Linked DNA regions of Sus scrofa: region 2 is linked to region 1. Evidence: chromatin contacts called from public HiChIP or PLAC-seq data. All regions are on one chromosome and are shown on one strand. The core of a region is the stretch at or near the end of the contact, and the rest is flanking DNA. Distances in the headings are between cores, read along the strand shown. Region 1 overlaps UGP2 (UDP-glucose pyrophosphorylase 2). Region 2 has its middle 110 kb from the start of UGP2.

Evidence for each region. HiChIP or PLAC-seq counts read pairs in DNA pulled down with a chosen protein or histone mark.
Region 2: an H3K27ac HiChIP or PLAC-seq map of skeletal muscle shows a contact between it and region 1. The contact joins two enhancer-like sites. A contact is called at or near these places in 1 of 47 Hi-C or Micro-C datasets (fibroblasts) and 1 of 2 datasets of contacts at active chromatin or transcription factors (skeletal muscle).

What each region holds. Positions count from the first base shown.
Region 1 is chr3:78,017,760-78,022,573 of Sscrofa11.1, reverse strand. The region is part of intron 1 of UGP2 (UDP-glucose pyrophosphorylase 2); the gene reads left to right. Among named protein-coding and RNA genes, the nearest start is that of UGP2, 10 kb to the left of the region's middle. Within about 2 kb of position 2,428, at least 12 of the 83 cell types and tissues checked have an H3K27ac peak or open chromatin away from gene starts, as enhancers often do. A contact at or near this core is called in skeletal muscle, where this site is marked.
Region 2 is chr3:78,135,057-78,139,870 of Sscrofa11.1, reverse strand. It overlaps the pseudogene LOC110260124. Among named protein-coding and RNA genes, the nearest start is that of UGP2, 110 kb to the right of the region's middle. Within about 2 kb of position 2,825, at least 7 of the 83 cell types and tissues checked have an H3K27ac peak or open chromatin away from gene starts, as enhancers often do. A contact at or near this core is called in skeletal muscle, where this site is marked.

The sequences.
Region 1 (4,814 bases), core at 1,179-3,678:
ACATCCCTGATATTTGGTAATAAATCAGCCTCTGCTAGAGATTTCAAGTACTCAAGACACTGTCCATACTTTTCTTAACCTTGCTACTCTGTGACCGTAATCATGGCGATTGAACAAAGTCTTTGGCCTTCCCAGGTAGACTCCACTAGACTGGACTCTACCTTCTTTATCTATATCCAGCACAGAACTGTATCATAATAAGCTCTTACTCATTAATTTAATAAATTTAGTTGAGGACCTACTATGTTTCAAGCTCTGTTTTACAAATACAGTGAGAATAGTAGCAGTGAACAAATAGATATGATATATTCTTGAGTATCACTGGGCAAGATACACATTGAATAAATTTTAGAAAATATAAGAAGAGGTTCAAGGATCTACCACATGAGTGTGTTAATGGGCAATCTTGCTTAGTTTCAAAAGATTTCTAGGAGGAGATTACATTTTAACTGAACAGTGACAGATGATATATTAGCGTCTGGTCAAACCACTAATATGAGAAGTGAGGTCTTGATCTTCAGTTTATTTACATATTATCAGATGCCTGTACTGTGCCAGGTGTTGAGGTAGGTGTTTGGAAAAAAAGTTGAGTAACATTGTATGGCTTGTGCCCTTAAAGTGTTGCAGACAAACATCTCAGCAAAGAATTAAAGTTTCGGGGTGTTTGATATGTGTTTGAAATAGTGCAGATTAAAACCTCCACAGAGTGGAATTGTGGTAGAAAGGAAGGCTTCCTAGAATGTTCAGGAGCTACCACCTAGAGCATTGGGAATGCCATCCCACAGTAGCAGCCGCTGTTGAAGTCACAGAGTTTGAGCTTTTGGGGACTGAGGGATCGGGGAGGTTTCCCTGGTGTGGAGTGATTCTCATGATTTTGGAATTCACAACTGGGCCTTTAATTTCTATTTTCTCATTTCTGCCTACCCTTCTCTAAAAATGTCAGATGACACTTTTATATGTGTTTTGGAACAATCTTATAATAGTCATCGTGCTTTTAATTTCATAGAACAGAAAAATACCAACTCAATTGGCTTAAAAAATGTAAGACTTGTATCACATGAAATCTTGAAGGAGGAAGTTCCCCAGGGTTGGTTAATTGAGTACAAAGGCTGCATCAGTCTTTTCTTCCTTTTGCTTTCTTAAGCATGTTTGCTTCATTCGTGGGTCCGCTTCCTTCAAGGTCACTAAATGGCAGAAGAAACTGAAGGTGAGGGGTGGACACATAGGCATTATGTGCAGGGGTGGAAAAGGTACTATTTCTTCTTAGGTGTCTACTTTTTCAGTGAGGAATACTTTTATCCAAGTCTTTTAAAGGGCAGACTATATCCCTGTTGCTCACTAGCCAGAATCATATTATGTTTCCCAATCCCTGGGAAAGCTTTAGACCATTCTGGGCCTGGCGCCATCTCTGAAGCACATGGCCTTGGGGCAGAGAATAGCATTGGGGTAGGAAGAAGATCGATGCACATACTCAGATAAATGGAGTATAATAATCTATATCAGAGCTACTCAAGGCAATACTGGCAGCATTCACTTATTAGAAATGGCATATTCTCCTCACTCCAGGCCCACTGAGTCAGAATCTTTGGGAGCTTGCCCAGAAATTTGTATTTTTTTTTTTTTTGTCTTTTTGCTATTTCTTGGGCCGCTCCCACGGCATATGGAGGTTCCCAGGCTAGGGGTCAAATCGGAGCTGTAGCTGCCGGCCTACGCCAGAGCTACAGCAACACGGGATCCGAGCCGCGTCTGCAACCTACACCACAGCTCATGGCAACGCCGGATCGTTAACCCTCTGAGCAAGCGCAGGGACCGAACCCTCGACCTCGTGATTCCTAGTAGGATTCGTTAACCACTGCGCCACGACAGGAACTCCCAGAAATTTGTATTTTAACAAGCACTCTAGGTGATTTGTGTGCATATTAAAGTTTTAGTAGTACTGTGAAGATGTCACAAATGAAGTAGGAACTTGCAGCCTTTAGGCATTCTGCTTTATCACTTTCGTTAGTTTTGGTGACTCAAAAAAGTACTTCACCTTGGCTTTTAAGATTTGCCTGCCTAAGGAATTTGTATTTATTCTCCATCAAGTGAGAGTCCCATCAAATGATGGAAGAGAAGTGCTGTGGTTATACAGTTATAGCTTAGGGGAATGAATCTCTTTGCTTGGTACCACCAGATAAGAGTGACAGATGGGCAGTCTAGTTAGAAAGCTGTCATGATGACCAGGAGAGTGAAAATGAGAGAGAAATTAAGGTAGCAGCAATGGGAACTGAAAGCAGTGAGTGGAATTGTGGCGATTCAATTCAGAAGTTTAGTAGTGGATTGGATGTAATGTGAGGGGAAAAGAGGGAAGAGCCAACTGTGACTGAGATTTCTAGGTCACCTAGGAGTGACTAGAATGTTAATGACATGGGGAGCAGGGTGGGGCAGGGAGATATATTTAGTTTAGAGGAAGAGTTTTGTTTTGGACATGCTGAGTTTGAGGTACCCAGCTGGGTATCTAGGTGCAAAAGTCTAGGAGGCTGTAGGGAATGTGAGCCTGGAGCTCAGGGGAAAAAAAGGTCCGGATGAGAGGCACATATTTGTGAGTTATCAGTAAGGAGAATAATTGAGGAGGAAAATGGTCTGGGGACAGAATTTTAGGAAACCCAAGGAGTAGGAGAATAAAGGAAGAGCCAGTTATGGAAACTGAGGCATGATTGGAGAGGTAGAAGAGGTAGGATAATATTGGATATCTGAATCTAAAGAAGAACTTTTCTAGGAGCGTTATTCACTTTAAACTGAGTTTAAAGACTTCAGTGAGAACCCAGGAGAGGTTGGTTAGCTTTAATTGGTCATAAATCTAGTTAGCATATGACCTCAGCTTTACATGGTTATTTCAGATGCTCCCATGTTCTTAGAGTGCTGAACTTATTTGGATCTCAAGTCGTTTCCTGATTTGAGAATAAATGATTTAAAGTCATAATTCTATGACTTTTTGATACTGCTCAATTTGGGTTTCCCAGGAAGATTGGGACTAATCAGGTCTAATGTGTGGTGGGAGGTGGCCTGGAGGGGAGGGCTCTTCACCTTCTTTGTTGTTCTTGGTGTTCTCTCTGGTTTGCTTACTGTGAAGCTAGATTTTGACTTTGAAATGTGAAGTTGGTTTTTTTTTAGTGCCAGTATCAGGATGTCAGGGAAACGTATTATGTGTAGTAGCTGAAATGGATAAAATGAAATACCTAAATTGAGAATTGAAAACAATCACTTGTTAGTTGAATGTCTTCTGCTTCTTAATTCTATTGCTTTCTTCCTCCCTTCCTTACCCCCCTCCTTTTTTTGGCTCCAGTGGATAGGGGAAAGTCTATAGTGTTGACATTTTAGTTCTTGTCAACAGGAAAGAATTAGGAAATTGAGGTGGGAAAAGCTTCTAAAAAGTTACGGCCTGTTCAATCCCCAGTTGACTGCATTCTAATTAACTCAACCAAGACAGTTTTGTAAGTCCAATTTTATGTGGTAGGGAATTTCCTTTCTGTTCCTTTGGACATAAGAAAGCATTCTGATAGAAATGATTTTGGAGGACAGTTTTTTTTTTAGGGATTTTGTGTCAAAGATTAAAGAGAGCCAGACTAGGGGGGAAAAATGAGCAACATACTTCTCCCTCACTGTGGTGGAATCAGGCTCAAAATAAACTGATGTAGCTTCCAGCATTAGCCTGTTCTTTGACCTTGGGTAAGTCATTTAACTTTTCAGCCTCAGTTTCCTCATCTGTAAAATGTTGAGGGTAGATTAAATTATCCCTCTCATCTCTAAAAATGATTCGATTTATGACTGAGGTGATGAAATGTTTGTTTCCTAAAACAGCCTCTGTCTAAAGTGGAGGGGTTCAATTCTCTATTGCTAGGAAATAAAGGGGACGAAACATCTTAGGAGGTTAGAAATCTTATATTATTCAGTGGATTCTTTAATTGACCTTCCACTTCACACAGCTTCCAGTGCAGAAGTGTAACCTGAGAATACTAAGTCCAAGAAGGCTTCTAAGTTCTGTATTTCTTTTCCTACCAAAAACTCCAGGCCTTTCCTTCAAAATTCTGAATGGGTAAAGGAGGTCACTGCAAAGGGAAATGGTTTCTAGCTCTGTGCTTCCTAGTTTGTTCCAGGTGCTTAAGATAGACACTCTTCTTGATTAATCACACTTCCTTATTCTTGAAAAGTCTTTATTTCTTATTCATTAATCACATTAAATCACAGCTTCATAGTACCATTTTTTGCCCAGGAGTGGGGGAAGGAAACAATAGTGGAATGGGGTGGAAGAGATAATAAATAGACTTGTTTTAACTTTATTTTGTTGGAAAGTTGTTCAAATTTGTACAGGGGTAGAAGGAATACAAATTGTTCTTCATTTGCATTCTGGGCTGTGTCAAAGAAAGGGAGGAATAAAGATTGGGGATATTTGTCCCAACTTAAGTTTGAATCTGTGTCTGAAGATTGGACTTGCTGTAGCTGACAAAGAGCACTTGTAGTATTAATTGTGAGTCTTTTAGTCATCTTTTCTTTGCTTGGAATGAAAGAAAAGAAAGGGAGGTTAGTAACATGGGTTCTTTGCTTTTTGACCTTAAACCGTGTACATTAATAGGCTGTTCTTCTGCAATCTATAAAGTTTGGTAAGGTTTTTTTTGAACTGTTTGAATGTCTTAAACAGCCACTATAGTTTTTTTGTTTGGCTTTTTTTTTTTTTTTTTGGCCATGCCTGTGGCAACGTAGAAGTTCCCAGGCCAGGGATTGAACCCATGCCACAGAAGCAGCCTGGGCTGCTGCAATGACAAAGTTGGATCCTT
Region 2 (4,814 bases), core at 1,576-4,075, 120 kb before region 1:
ATCTGTTTTAATTATTAAAGGAAAGGGTACAATGACCAGAAGTAAAGAATGTCCATGTTTGGAGTTCCCATTGTGGGTCAGTGGTAATGAACCTAAGATCCACAAGGATGTGGGTTCGATCCCTGGCCTCGCTCAGCGCGTTAAGGATCCGGTGTTGCCATGAGCTGTGTTGTAGATTGCAGACACGGCTCAGATCTGGCATTGCTATGGCTGTGGTGTAGGCTGGCAGCTCTGATTCAACTCCTAGCCTGGGAAACTCCATGTGTGATTAAATGCCCGCCCCTCTTCTTGGGACACCAATGCTGGTACTCTTTTAATGATAACACTCCCTTCCCAGGTGCCAAGGTATACTGTACATGCTGTACATGTACATGCTGGTCTCCTTTTTTCTTTCAAAAAAGAAATCTTGAAGAAACGTATTCCTGACTTGTTTAATGCTCTTTTTTTTCAACAAGATATAAAACTATGCTGAAAACTGTGCTTCTCCAGAGCAGTTTCTCACAGTAATCTGGAAAGCAGGCTTCTGCACTAATCCTCAGCTTGGCTCAAATAAAACTCTTTTCTATTCTTATTATTGCTTGTGTATTATTTTGTCAACAGCTATTTGTTGAAAGAATGAATGAGTCCAACTGGTTGGGCTGCAAATAATCTGAGCAGCAAATGCCAGGTTGTACTCAGATGTATTTAATTCCATTTGCTGCTCTAAATGTCACCTCTATACCTTTGTTGTTTCTTCCACTGGGTTAGTTCCCTTCTGGTGGCAACTTGAGTTGTCTTATAGATAGAATTCCAGAAGGCCTACCTCCATGAAACCCCCAGGCATGCCCAGAGATGCCTGAATCCTGGGGAGAAGAAATCTGAGGTTCAAACATTACCACATACTATCTTTATTTTAGAAAAGAGAATTACAGAATTGACATACAAAAAAACCAAGCTTTTATTTTTCATATGATTCTCATTAAGAGTTAAAAATTGGTAGCCTGAGGCCAAATCTGGCCAGATGATTTAATTAAAGCCTACATGATTATTTAAAAAAATTTTTGAATTAGAACCATCTAAATCAATGGTTCTCACACATGAAAGTGGTCAGAATCAAGCTTGTTAAAACTCAGATTGCTAGGCTCCACTCCCAGCTAGTAGTTAATAAAAATGATTAATTTTATTTATTTATTTATTTATTTTTATCTTTTTAGGGCTGCACCTGTGGCAAATGTGGAGGTTCCCAGACTCGGCGGGGGGGGGGGGGGGGGGGAGGAGCGTCGAATCAGAGCTGTAGCTGCTAGCCTACACCACAGACACAGCAACGTGGGATCTGAGCCATGTCTGTGACCTAAACCACAGCTCATGGCAGCACCGGATCCTTAACCTACTGAACAAGGCCAGGGATCGAATGTAAGTCCTCACGGGTGCTAGTCAGATTCGTTTCCTATCAGCCATGACAGAACTCCTGGAGTTAATTTTAATATAACAGAAGAAAAGCAAACTGAGCGATATGAAATAGCTGAACTTCAGATAAATTTTCTATCACATTTCAGGCATGTTTTAGAGATTGTGATAATGTGTGCTTGGTCTTGTCTCAGTCCTGATCTCTAACTCTTGGCTAAACCTAGAGGAATTTTATGATTGCATATCCAGTGATATCAGTCCCCTCAATCCCTAATAGTTCATCTTGCTGTGTGTTTTTCTTAGTAGCCTGTTATTCTTTCCGTAAAAAGGATAAAATATATAAAAACAAAGAAAGGAAGGAAGAAAAAAAGGGGGAAGGGAGGGAGAGAGGGAGGGAGGAAGAAAGGGAAGAAAATGCCTATTTCAATGTCTATATTCCAGTTTGCCATTTTAGTGGTCCTCTTAATTAAAGTGCCATATAACGTACAGATGATGTTTGCTGAGCATTATAGGGAGAACTAGCTTTTTGTTAAATAGGTCTGGTCTTTCTATTTCATTATGGAATAGGTCCAAAGGACATTACAATGTGGTCACATCAGAGTTTATGGTACCCTGCCTGATCCATACCCTCTCGCTGTGGAAGGAGGTTGCGCTAAAAGTCTAGTCTTGTTCAATTCGTTTTATGCAGCCAGTTACTGCTATGAGCCTTCTTTTTTATCCATAAAATTCTAATGAGATTATCTTTAGATCATTAACACAAAACCCCAGAGCAGTGTTAATGAACAAAAAAGACCCATACAAGATGACATAAAACTGTTGATGTATTGTTTATTGTATGCTCTGCACAATGACACAACCATGACCTTGTAGAATGTCTGAGTAATGTACCAGGGAGCACCAGGGAAACTCTATACTCAGTCCTTGCATTAACAACACAGATCACATTGTTATCAACTGTGTCTCATTAACTAGAGAATCTAAGAAGGCTTTAATTGAAAATAAACTGAAAATTTATCAGGACCAGCAATGACCTAGCCAAATGGGAGAGAAGGAACTAACTTTTCTTGAGCTTCATTTTTATAATAAATAGGTTGTTTACATCCTTTTCATCCTCAAACAACTTTGTGGAATTGGTATTGTTTGTATTTTCAGGTTGCAGATGAGGAAACAGGGCTTGGAGGGGTTGATGTGATGAGCAAGAATGTGAATCTAGATCTGTCCAACATTAGGACTTTTTTTTTTTTCCTGAGCTGTTTCCCTTCCTGCAAGTCGTTATCCCAACAAAAAGTCAACCATACACCACATGAAGCTTGGTCCAAGGATGGTATGTGCAGCCTGCTATATATGGCTCCCCTATTTGACCATTCCTCAGAACATCAGACCCACTGCTTCAGTAAGGTTGTCAATGTTCTCTCAGAGTCACACCTAATATTAAATGGATTTGGTTACTGCCTGTTCCTGCCACTTGATGCTGCCTGGAGAACTGGAAGAACAGCTGCTGGAAAGACTTACTAATTCCTTTGAATAGTTTGTGATATTATCTAAACTTTAGATCCTAAAGGGATTTGTAGATTTAAGAAAAAATATAACAAGATATATCTGGAAATGAGAATAGTTTTTTTTTGAAGATTATTTTGTTGGTAATATGTAGATTTATCAAATAATGTATATGAAATTTAATCCCCAGTTACGAATGCTTGCATGACAGTTCATGGCATTAAGAGATGGAGTTCTGTTTGAAAGGTCATGTGCACATTTGAGCAACTTGATATCAAGTGATCTTATTAGAAAGATTACATCGTAGACCTTGTGATATTAAAAGCATTTTTTAAAAAGTCATGAGCTGCTTAAAGGTAAAAACCGATTGTCTATGTGATATATTTACATGTCTTACAATTTTAATACCACGGAAAATTAAGTTTAAAAATGCACTCACTGTTTTATCACTTGTGATTTAAAAATCTCTGAAAAATGTTTGGGTAGAAATCCTGTAACTCATAAGGGTAACCTTGATTGGAGTGTGATAAGCCACTCGATGGCAGGGACAACTGCACATCAAGTTCTGAAAAAAAAAAAAAATCATTGATGGAGTTCCCGTCATGGCTCAGTGGTTAACGAATATGACTACGAACCATGAGGTTGCGGGTTCCATCCCTGGCCTTGCTCAGTGGGTTAACGATCCAGCGTTGCCGTGAGCTGTGGTGTAGGTTTCAGACACGGCTTGGATCCCGCGTTGCTGTGGCTCTGGTGTGGGCCGGTGGCTACTGCTCCAATTGGACCCCTAGCCTGGGAACCTCCATATGCCGTGGGAGCGGCCCAAGAAATAGCAAAAAGACAAAAAAAAAAATCATTGACTTCTCTAATCTATAATCATAATATGTTCCAGATGTATGAATGGTGGGGGTAAAGAGGGTGGGGGAGAGAGGGAGTTATTTCTCAGTTTATTTTATTACTGGAGAAACTGAGAGAAGTGACCTGCTAATGTCATAGTGCTCTTGGATGTGTAACACTTTTATATGAATTCACTTTCTCTCTCTGCAGAACACCTGTACTTTACTGATTCAGATTAAGGAGGTGGTGCCTTCTTCCTTATTTCTAATCTGCCCTAATTTGAAAGCTGTAATAGCCATGCAGCCCTCTTTTGCTCCCTGACCTTCTTCTATGCTAGCCTGTGGTTGGGAATGGCACTTTATTCATGTTTTGGCTTTAATTTACTAAGATTACTTATTGAGATAAGACTCACAACAGAATCACCTTTATATCACTGTCATCAAAGCAAGTGAATACCATTCCATGAATGATTGATTATATTCTTCCACCCTTATGTTTTTCAGACATCTCTCAATATTTAAACAAATTAGCCAGACCAATCATACACGATTCAGACTCACCCTGGAAAGCTGTCTCTCATATACTGAAGTAAATTATTAAGTTGCATTGCTTTAGAAATAAATAGGTAGAAGAACCAAAGGAAAAGAAGAATTTAAATCCTAAAGAGAAATTAACTTACAATCACATTTTTCTAAGCACAGTCCTTCCAGTTTTTTTCCCTTTGAGAAATCTTCCATATAATTCTCTCCTTTTGGCTCCACAGCCTGCACAACTCAGAGAAAACCCTCTGGTAATAGAAACTTACCATGTGGTGAAATTTTAGGTCCCCCTTTCCCCTAACTACCCCTATCTCCTGCACAAATAGTTTCACCATCTGTCCATAACACTGCCTGAAATTCCATCATTAAATATATCCTTCAGATTACATATGTGCCCACTTATTTTAAAAATTATAATCACTTCAACATTCCCATCAACTGAACACAACTATTTATCTTGTTTTAACTATCTCTGATATTTTTAATGCTTCTGCGATTTTTTTAATCATACAGACAGCATGTGAATGTATGTTTAGTTCTGGTTATTCATTTGATATT